Regions from separate parts of the Mus musculus genome. Here region 1 is linked to region 2. Evidence: chromatin contacts called from public promoter capture Hi-C data. All regions are on one chromosome and are shown on one strand. Each heading gives the region's core, a stretch centred on a gene start, on an enhancer-like site or on the middle of the called end of the contact. The rest is flanking DNA. Distances are from core to core; before and after follow the strand shown. Region 1 overlaps Ubr2 (ubiquitin protein ligase E3 component n-recognin 2). Region 2 holds the start of Bicral (BRD4 interacting chromatin remodeling complex associated protein like).

Region 1 (5,327 bases), core at 874-3,373, 100 kb after region 2:
TTTACCTCGGCCAACAGTCGTCAGCCCTTTTGTTTATATTAAACTTAAAATTTTATTCTCAATGTGTGCACGTATGTGCAGGGGTATATGCCATGCTCGGTGTGTGGAGGCCGGAGGCCAGAGGCCAGTGTTGGGTGTCTTCTCTGTCTCCTTCCACCTCATCTCTGGGGCAGGGCCTTTTCATTGAGCCCAGAGCTCACCATTTTGCCTAGGCTGACTGGCTGATGGATGAGCTCTGGGGTGGCCCGTGTCTGCCTGTAGCACTAGGGTGAGAGAGAGCCGGGGATCTGAATACAAGCCCTCAGGCTTTGGAGGCAAGCACTTCACCCACCAAGTTAAGACACCAAGACATTCGAAAAGAATCCATTTTTTTCTGTTTGCATGGGAGTGGCCATGCACGTGTGTGGGTGTGCTCATGGCTGTGTGCACACGCAGGCAGAAGCTAGAAGTCACCCTCAGGTGTCTTCCTCCTCAGTCACTTGCCAGTGTCTCCTGAGACAGTCTCTTGCTTTTTGTCTGAGCTCACTGACTTGGTGAGGCAGAGAAACACCTCCCTCCCCACCCCCCTTCCGCACTGAGGTCACACCCAGGTCCTCATGCCCACATGGCAGGCACTTTACCAACCAAGCCCTCTCCCCACCCACTCCTGGCTTTCCAAAGGTGGCAAATGCACACAAAGCAGGAGCCAGGTGTGCTCCTTGAGAACGAGTCCACAGGTGACAAGTCCACGGGTGACAAGCTACCTTCAGCAGAGCCCACTCCTGGGTACCAGCCCAGCTGACTTCAGGACCTCCCTGCTTATCATGCTCTCCACGAGGCTCATCTTCCTAACCCCAGGCCGGGTCCTTACCTGAGTCCCTGGTCGGTCTCTCCATAGTCGTCAAGGTAAGGAGGAGAATAAAAACATCCTTTGGTTTTGCCAGCTAAAAATAGCACCTGACATTCCCGCACTCTGTGGAGAGAGCATTCATCTTTGTACATTTATGTAAGTAACATGATGTTGATTCAACTCAGAGAAAAGGCTTATGTAAGGAAACACATGCACAAAAGGCCAGGTCAGGAGACGAGAGCAGCTGTAACAGAGATACCTGCGAGTAGCAAGGTATCCGCCCAAGTCTGGTGCAGGGGACTTGATCACACTGTGAACCCTGAGACTGTGTTACTTATGGAAAAAACTGTTTCTAGTTGTGGTACGGCTCGGTTTTAATCCCTCTGCTGGAATACAGACTTGCCTTTAGGACATACCTTTAAATCCATAGTTTGTGGAAGGACACAGCCATGTTTGGAAGTGACGTCTAATGGAGTGGCAGACAGAATTATGAATCAGAGAAAGATCTGACAGAATAGGATGTGCCTCACTCTCTTGAGGAAGAGGAAGCTACTTGAGAGAGCAGCGCAGAGCCAGAGGGAAGAGAGAAGGCAGATTTACCGGGAGGGTTTTACAGAGACAGGCTGAAGAGAGACCAAGCAGACACGGTGAAGACAGAATGAGTCAGAGAATGAGAAGGAGCCAGAAGATCAGAGGAGCTTGCAAAGGTAGCATGAGGCCAAACAGAGCAACTCAGAAGTCAGTCTGACTCAGTCAGCATGGAGAGGGGTGTGAGTCACAGCCAGTCAGAGCTCAGAAAGAACCAGGAAGGGTGAGCTTATTCAGCACAAAGTCTCAGAGGCTGGAAACACTGTCGGCCTAGATTGGCCTGTGTGCAGTCTGGAAGTCCCCAGGCCTAGGCCTAGGTTAGCAGACGGAGGAGGTAAGCCTCCGAGGTGCCAATTCAGGAGAACAAGGGACTCTTTACACAAGTGTTCAGTGGAGCCATGCGGCGGGAATGTACCTGGCAATGACGTGCTGCAAATTCAGACAGTGACTGTGTCGAGAACCCAGGGCTCCAAGCAGAATTTAAAACAGCTAAGTGTGGGGAAAGACAGCTCATCTTTTCCCCACAATTATGAGAAAATTACTCGTTTAAAAAATGACATACAACAGTTACTAAGTATTTTTATCTGAGTACAGGACCCAGTGGCAACCCGTGCCTCCTCAGAGAAAACCTAAGAGCACCACAGAGGCAAAGATGATGCTGGGCTCTAAAGATTTACAAATTTATGCTTTATGTGTAAGTGTGTGAGTCCACAGAGGCCAGCAGAGGGCAGCAGATCCCCTAGCACCAGAGCTACAGGCAGTCGTGAGCTGCACTGCTGACCCAAATGCTGGGACCTGAATACAGGTGCTCTTGTGCTCCGTCTCTGCAGTTCCTGACGGGGGAATTCTTTACCTGAATTTGGGGAGGAAACGAGGGACAGGGATCGCCCCACATTTAAGGAGGCACAAAGGGGAGCTAAGCTGTCAGTTGGGAGCTGTCACCAGCCATACGGGAAATGTGAGAGCCCTGGCTCTTTGTAGTCTGCACACAGTGGCACAGTGGCTTCGAAAGTCCCCGAAGTGCTCAGGTGAACACGGCCAGCCGAGGGCCTTACCTCAGGAAGATGCCGGCCCCGGAGCCGCAGGAGTAGGTGTGTGCTGTGCAGGCTCCGACGTCCTCACCCTCCAGCTCAGCTTGGCAGCAGTAACTCTGAGAGCAGAGGAGACTCCCACACACGAGGCACAGAGTAGGAGCTCTGCTCTTGTCGCCACCTGATTTGGGGCACCTGGAAGATAAAGACAGCACTGTTACAAAGGAACAGGCACAGAGCACCCTGGAAAATAATCTGTCAGTATTCACCATTCTGTGACAGGACACTGGGACACACACTAATACCACCTACCAGAAACACCTAAGGGAGCAACATCTGGGACAGGCAGATGGGAACACTGTGTGAACAACAGGAACTACTATTGGGGCACGGAAGAGTGATGCCTCAGTCACGTACAAATCTCAGACACAGTGTGCAAAGTACTGCAGACACAGCCACTTAAATGGAGTGACGCGGAACAGACACCCATGTTAGCTTCCCAGACACATGGGGAGGGGGCGAGAAGAAGCTTCAAACAAGAGATGGCTTCTGTTAGAATGGCCTGTGGGCACATCTTTGGAGACACTTTCTTCTTGATGGCTAATTGATGACGGGCAGGTGGGCCCAGGTTATATAAGAACGCAGACGGAGCAAACCAGTGACAGTGTTCTTCCATGGCCTCTGCTTCAGTCCCCCGTCCAGGTTCCTGCTCTGAGCCCCTGCTCTGACCTCCCTCAGTGACAGACTGTAACCTGTAAGCAGGTTAACCCTTTTCCTCCCCACGTTGCTCTGGTCAGTGCTTTAGCACATCAACAGAGTAAAAGAGGGCAGAGACTCAGCACAGCACTCAGAGTGACGTGTCTACAGAGCAAGGAGGGAGACGCAGGAGATACCCAGAGACAGAAAACTCCTTAAGAATCACAAATGCAGGCCAGGTGTGGTGGCGCACGCCTTTAATCCCAGCACTCGGGAGGCAGAGGTAGGCGGATTTCGAGGCCAGCCTGGTCTACAAAGTGAGTTCCAGGACAGCCAGGGCTACACAGAGAAACCCTGTCTCGAAAAACCAAAAAAAAAAAAAAAAGAATCACAAATGCAGGGCTGGAGAGATGGCTCAGCAGATAAGAGCACTGGCTGCTCTTCCAGAGGTCCTGAGTTCAATTCTCAGCAAGTACATGGTGGCTCACAACCATGCATAAGAGGATATGTTTAATGCTCTCTTCTGGCACACAGGTGCACATGCAGATAGAGCACTGAGACACATAAAATAAGTAAATGGAAAGGACTTCTGATTTCTCTTCCCCAGTGAAAACAAAGAGCCCCCACAAACCCATCTGACTGTCTGCAGAAGGGTCTGAGGGGCAGGGCACCAAGAGAGTAACTTACGAGAAATTGGATGCTTGGTTAATGAGGCTGCTGTAATCCTCTGGAAGGTCTATCAGTTTGTTAGCTCCTCTGGGGTAGCTAAGAAGTGAGAAAGGAGAAGAACTTGGTAAATATGTGGTCATGTTATAAGCACACAAGGTTAACTCTTGGCTTAGTCAAAGTAGAGCAAAGGAAGGTGTACTGAGCAGCCGATGGCCTGGCGTGGTGGAAGCCAGAGAAGGCAACCCAGCTGCTCTTCACCATCGGCAAGCCTGAGGGTCAGGGGGATGAATCCCCCGCTTGTAACCCGTGACAGCTTGGAGAACTAGGGACCCGCAGTGCGGGCAGAGTTGATTTCTGACTGTGGTGGAGACAAACCTGAAAGGCCATTAACAGTTAACTATCTAAACTGCCTAAGATTATGTTCTCGCTGGAAGCTCCCTAGAAAAGAACAGGACCCACCGCCATCTCCCCAAGTTAATCCAAATGGCTCTGTCAAGCTTCTGGGCAGGAAAGTAGCGCCCAGGGGAAGTTTTCTGCTGCAGAGACTTTAGGGATGGAATAAAGCCCACCTAGAGTGACTCTCCCTTGAACTCAACTCCTGGAACCCAGAGTGGAGAGAGAACTGACACCTACAAGCTGTCCTCTGACCTCCACACAGGCGTGGCACGTCCTCACCAATATCCATACACAAACAACAATGTTAGAATACAAAACAAAAAACAAACAGAATTGCCCAAACCAAACCAATTCTGTCTCCTACACTCCACTGTATGCGTCTTGTCTGGATTCTTTCAATGGAGCCCGTGGGCGGGGTGCTGGGGATGGGGCTATGATGGTAGTGTCTCGGAGTTCCCATTCCTCACCTGATGTGCTCAGAATGAGTGACGAGGTAGACAGAGATGCCTTTAGGCTCTGCCCATTTAAGCAAACGTTTGGTGGCTGCAGGAAGGAGCAGCAGGTGAGAATGCCCACTCTTGACTTCTACGGCCGGCACAGTATCGGAGAACCCACCCTACAACTTCAGGACTGACATCAAAAAGTGCGTACTTACTATGCGTGCTCTGAAGGCACCATAAGAATACAACCATTCCCTCTCTATCAGCTACACTGGTTCTGTGACTCAAGAAACTCAGAAAAAGACGTTCAAATCCAGTCAGTACTACAGGGCTTCTTTCTCAGTGTGAGCCACAGCTCACAGCTGTGGTATCCACTCTCTAGCTACTGAAAGCCCAGCCTCGACTTCCCTGTGGGAGACTTTGGACAGCACTAGCTAGCCATCATCATCCACTGCAGTTTAAAGGGAGCACACCGGCTAGAACTCCAACTTCAGAGACGCACAGTGCCAGGAGTGCTGTCTATATTTTCAAAGCGTGTCAATTACTGTGATCAGCACTGCAAGTTAAGAAGCACGCGTCCTGTCCACAGGAAGACCGCTAGCTAAGGGTGTGTGTGTGTGTGTGTGTGTGAGACAAGCGACCATTTACAGATGTACACGTCCTGTCCACAGGAAGACC
Region 2 (5,295 bases), core at 2,195-4,694:
TGGTGCACATGCCTGTAAATACCAACACTCAGATCTGCAGCTAATGAGGTTTTAATGGCTGAACGATTGGACAAACGAGCCAAGGCTGGGCTAGCCCTCAGCAGGTCCTAAAGAACCATGATAGGCATCGGGGAGAGCAATTGAGAGTAAGAAGATTGTTTTCTCTGGAGCAGAGGTGAGGCAGGTGGCTGGCACCCATATTTCTAGCATGAGGATGGCCGAGACCGCTGAGAGCTGGAGGTCACACTGGACTCTGTCTGACTTCTGAGAGCCAGGGCCTCTCACCGAAGCTGAGCTGGGCGGGCTGTGGAGAAGCCCCAGCATCCCTCCTGTCTCAGACCCTGACACTGGGGTTGGAGCACTTTTGCAGCCAGGCCTAGCTTCTTCTTCTTTTTTTATTTTTTTTTATTTTTTTGGTTTTTCTTTTCTTTTCTTTTCTTTTCTTTTCTTTTCTTTTCTTTTCTTTTCTTTTCTCTTCTCTTCTCTTCTCTTCTCTTCTCTTCTCTTCTTTTCTTTCTTTCTTCTTCTTCTTCTTTTTTTTTTTTTTAAGATTTATTTATTTGCTGGCGTGATGGCGCACGCCTTTAATCCCAGCACTCGGGAGGCAGAGGCAGGCAGATTTCTGAGTTCAAGGCCAGCCTGGTCTACAAAGTGAGTTCCAGGACAGCCAGGGCTACAGAGAAACCCTGTCTCGAAAAACCAAAAAAAAAAAAAAAAGATTTATTTATTATTATACATAAGTACACTGCAGTTGTCTTCAGATGTACCAGAAGAGGGCATCAGATCTCATTATGGGTGGTTGTGAGCCACCATGTGGTTGCTGGGATTTGAACTCAGGACCTTTGGAAGAGCGGTCAAGTGCTCCTATCTGCTAAGCCATCTCACCAGCCCCAGGCCTAGCTTTTTACGTGGGTCCTGGGGATTTGAACTCAGGTCCTTATTCTGGCTCAGCAAGTGCTCCCACCTACTGAGGTCTCTCCCCAGCCCCTAAACATAGATCTGAGAGAGTCTCCAAATAAGACTCCTCCGTTCCCATCTTGTCTATGCTCCTAGATCTTAACAGACCATGCTGTTGAGGTTAGGGCCTGAGTCAGAATCCTAGCACTGAACCTCTTGGCTGGGTAAACCTCTCTGTGCCTTAGCTTCCTTGTCTACAAGACAGAGCTAACGGTAAAACCACTTCCTGCAGGGACTGTGAGCATCAGATGCAGTCTGCACGAGCCCTCCTCACAAGCACATATTACCCCTCAACAGTGTTAGCTACTACCTTATCTTGTTTATAACATTATCTGTAAGTAACTAATCATTAAAAAGTCTCCTTAAAGCTCCTATGACAAGATTCAAAACATTCTTTTTTGTTTTGTTTTGTTTTTTGTTTTTTCGAGACAGGGTTTCTCTGTGTAGCCCTGGCTGCCCTGGAACTCACTCTGTAGACCAGGCTGGCCTTGAACTCAGAAATCCACCTGCCTCTGCCTCCCGAGTGCTGGGATTAAAGGTGTCGCCACCACGCCCAGCTGATTCAAAACATTCTAATGTCACAACACTGGCGTCACTTCATAAGGTTGAAGGCTTAGAAAGCTGGACGTGCTGGGCCAGAGGGACGGCTCAGAGGGTGAAGGCTCACCACAAAGCCTGGGATTTGATCTGTGGGACCTACTTGGTGGAAAGAGACAGCCAACTCAAGGCGGTCCTCCTCCTGATCGATACACGTACACTCAGGCACTCACGCATACGTAACATAGAGGAATGTCAAAAGCAAGAAGAAACTTAAGAGCCTGATTCTATGACAAACAGAGCACTGACATACTGTCATCCAGGTTTTCCCTCTCCTGTCAGTCACAAGGTGAGGTAATGATTCTTTGCACTCTACAGAGGCAATCGAAGCCTCTCTTGTAAGGTTTCCTTGAGACAGAAAGGCTTCAGGTCTGGTTTTCAGCACTCACCGTGGAGTTGGCGAAAATTGAATTAGAATTGGCTGCAGAATACCCTGCGTTCGTCACATCATCGCTGCCCTGCAGAGGGGGAATTCAACATGGCAGTTACTGCAGGGCTTGGAGAGACAAAAGCCGAGCCTGAGACACTTGTCTGTCACTTACCGATTTACTGCTAGGTCCGTGCAGAAAATAGTTCAATGCTTGTGGGTCTCTAGAAAAGAAGGAAGTGAGAGAGTGAAACAAGTAAGTACTGCTACTTCTACGTAAATAGCTGCTGATAGTTATATAAGGCAAAAAGAAACGAAACACTAGCTCCAGTGAAATCTCTCCATTTTAAACCATTTTCTACACTTCTGTCTCTGGGAAGCGCCTACTGCTTCAGTCCTGGGGGGTGAACTTGGACCTTGCCCTTGCTTGGTGAGCTAAAAATAAAACTAAGCAACACCCTGGCCTGCCATCCCCAGACTTACTAAAAAAAATAACAAGTAAAACCAAAAGGAATGGGTTGCTGAGTTATGACCTGTGTGTAAAACTACCTTTCTGTGGCAGTTAAGAGCACTGACTGCTCTTCCTGATGTCCTGAGTTCAAATCCCAGCAACCACATGGTGGCTCACAACCATCTGTATGTGATCTGATGCCCTCTTCTGAAGACAATGACAGTGTACTTTATACATAAAATAAATAAAATCTTATTTATTTGTTTATTTATTTATTTTTGTTTTCTGAGACAGGGTTTCTCTGTGTAGCCCTGGCTGTCCTGGAACTCACTCTGTAGACCAGGCTGGCCTCAAACTCAGAAATCTGCCTGCCTCTGCCTCTGCCTCCCAAGTGCTGGGATTAAAGGTGTGTGCCACCACTGCCTGGTATAACAAAATCTTAGTACAAACAAACAAACACACAAACTCTCTGTGCTAGTTATTGCTGTAACCATGGTAAAGTATTATTTTTTATTTTAAAAGGCCAGGAGCTTAAGATAGCTACAGAGCTCTTTCTACTCCTCACACCTCACACGAGCGGTCCACCCTGGGCCCCACAGGAGCATCTTACCCAATAAGATCGAGGAGACAGGAGTCATCGTCATCATCCATGACAACTGCAAGGAGAGAGGGAGGGAGGCAGTGAGTCGGAGCAGGGCGGCCAGCAATATGGATGCAGTGGAGCACGCTGAGCCTCCACACAACTGTCAGCACGGGAGCTTTCCCTAGTCACCTATCAAGCCTACCATGGGAAAAATGTTGTGGCTGGTGGGCACAGTGTCATTTGCCAGTAGTCCTGGCCACTCAGGTAGGACTCAGTAAGGAAGGGAACTTGAGTCCAAGAGTTCAAGGTCAGCCTGGACAATAGCAAGACCGCAGCTCATAAGTAAATAAACAAATAGCCAAGCAAGCCAGACACACTGGCAAACACCTTGATCCCAGGAGTTGGAAGGCAGAGACAGGAGGATCAGGAGGTGAAGGCTACCCTTGCCTACATGACAAGGTTGAGGCCAGCCTGGGCTACATGAGACCCCATGTCAAAAACAAAAAACAAAAACAAAAACAAAAACAAAAACAAAAGGTGCCAGGCGTAGTGGCGCACGCCTTTAATCCCAGCACTCGGGAGGCAGAGGCAGAGGCAGGCGGATTTCTGAGTTTGAGGCCAGCCTGGTCTACAAAGTGAGTTCCAGGACAGCCAGGGCTACACAGAGAAACCCTGTCTCGAAAAACAACAACAACAACAAAAAGGTAGAAATATGTGAAATTAACAGTTACTTGAATACATTTTTGACTTAAATTGTTTCTCCTATAAATCAGTTTCAACATAGAGGTCCAAAGAGTTTAGACACATCTAAGATAGCTGCAGCCACCGGCCACATGCAGATTCCCGAGAGAGACCATGAAGGAGGACTTATGCCATCAAACGTAGAATGAGTAAGGGCAGAGACAAAATTTTGCTTTAGGAAAGCTCTCAGATTCTGAAGTCCTTCAGGGTTGTGACCGGATGCGTCTAAACACTGAGAGCAACTCCGACTTCTCAACGTATTTTGGTGATCTTTGGGAAGGCAGAATGCGGGTTCTCCCCACATTTGGAGACAGACCAGGAGGCCCTGTGGTGCAAGCCATACAGGCTCTGGTCGTGGGCCTTGGGTGCTTCCCAGTGCAGAAATACTGTCCAAGTTCAATGCCGAATAGTCCATAGCTGGACCAGGAATGTTTAAAGTAGAAACTGCAGCCCAAGTTCTCCCCACTGCAGCTCGGAGCTCCCTCTCTCTGCCTGCAGCAGCCACAAGCATGGCCAGCACAGCTCTGGCCCAGACTGTAACAACTGAACAAATTCCAGCCGTGGTTCTCCCCCGAGAGCCAGTCAACTTACACTAGTGACCCGACACCTGGCAACCCTGCTTCTCACCCATTTCAAGCCATGCGTGGAATAATTTACATCACAGAACACCAGGGCCAAGAGTTCTGGAGCAGTTGGAAAGGGCAGTTGTGAACGGCAGTTGGACGCAGGAATGAAATCCTGAAGAGATGCCCAGAGGAGGGGCATACCCAGAAAAGGCAGAGGGAAGGGTGAGTCTTAAGGAGAGATTTTTCTCTGTTCAAACTTCCTTCTCCCATTAGTTCCTCCAAACCAATCATAAGGCCTAACAGCTGTGGTATTCCCTCCTGCCACGGGGAAGGACACTTTCTCTACTCTAGAAGAATGTGGAAGGGTAAGTTTCCTGATGTGGGACCCTCCTGTAGGTGGCTGGATTCGAAGGGTTGCGGAGTGACTGGGCTGATTATAATCCACTGAGCAGAGTGCAGGGTGGGGAGAGAGGATGGGTGAGGGAGAAGGAAGGAGAGTGGGATACATGAAGCAGAAGCTGTTGGCTACTGAAGCTAAGAGCAGCCAGCCATGAGAAATGGGCTCTTTAGGACCCAGGCAGGAGTCATTTGAGGTCACATTGGCACCAATGTTCCTGCACACATGACTTTTGAAAACAAGACTGGGAAGGAAACAGGAAAACTATCATCAACTGGGTATGCTGGATTTGTTACACAAGCCAGGCATGGTGACGAGGTGACATCTGTATTTTCAGCCCTTGGGAGGCAGAGGCAGAAGGCCTGATGCAAGTTTAAGGACAGCCTGGTCTACCTAATGAGTACCAGGACAGCCTAGGCTACATACGAACCTGCCTCAAACAAATGCCACAAAACAGAAGCTATGTCCTGATTACAAGCATTAGCCACAGCTCATGTCATTATAAACCACGCCTCCCAGACATCACAATCACACGGAATAAACTGTCCAATTATGATGTATCTTTAGGCCTATACAGTATATATTATTTCTTTACTTCAACATGGCTATTCAAATGAAGAATCCTATTATCGCCAT

What was found. Promoter capture Hi-C pulls out the DNA fragments that hold promoters and counts their contacts.
Region 1: a promoter capture Hi-C map of the SN4741 cell line shows a contact between it and region 2, with 1.9 times the contacts expected there. The contact joins the enhancer-like site here to the promoter of Bicral in region 2. A contact is called at or near these places in 1 of 39 promoter capture datasets (the SN4741 cell line), 4 of 484 Hi-C or Micro-C datasets (bone marrow-derived macrophages, embryonic stem cells and stem cell-derived neurons), 1 of 115 datasets of contacts at active chromatin or transcription factors (embryonic stem cells) and 4 of 9 other capture datasets (adipose tissue, liver, macrophages and 1 more).

What each region holds. Positions count from the first base shown.
Region 1 is chr17:46,931,603-46,936,929 of GRCm38.p6, forward strand. Ubr2 (ubiquitin protein ligase E3 component n-recognin 2) reads right to left here. Exons shown (of 47, transcript NM_146078.3): 44 at 3,832-3,909; 45 at 2,473-2,643; 46 at 851-952. Among named protein-coding and RNA genes, the nearest start is that of Prph2, 24 kb to the left of the region's middle. Within about 2 kb of position 2,124, at least 97 of the 459 cell types and tissues checked have an H3K27ac peak or open chromatin away from gene starts, as enhancers often do. A contact at or near this core is called in the SN4741 cell line, bone marrow-derived macrophages and macrophages, where this site is marked.
Region 2 is chr17:46,827,969-46,833,263 of GRCm38.p6, forward strand. Bicral (BRD4 interacting chromatin remodeling complex associated protein like) reads right to left here and starts at 3,445. Exons shown (of 11, transcript NM_001100452.1): 1 at 2,983-3,445; 2 at 2,097-2,145; 3 at 1,944-2,012. The coding sequence starts at 3,023.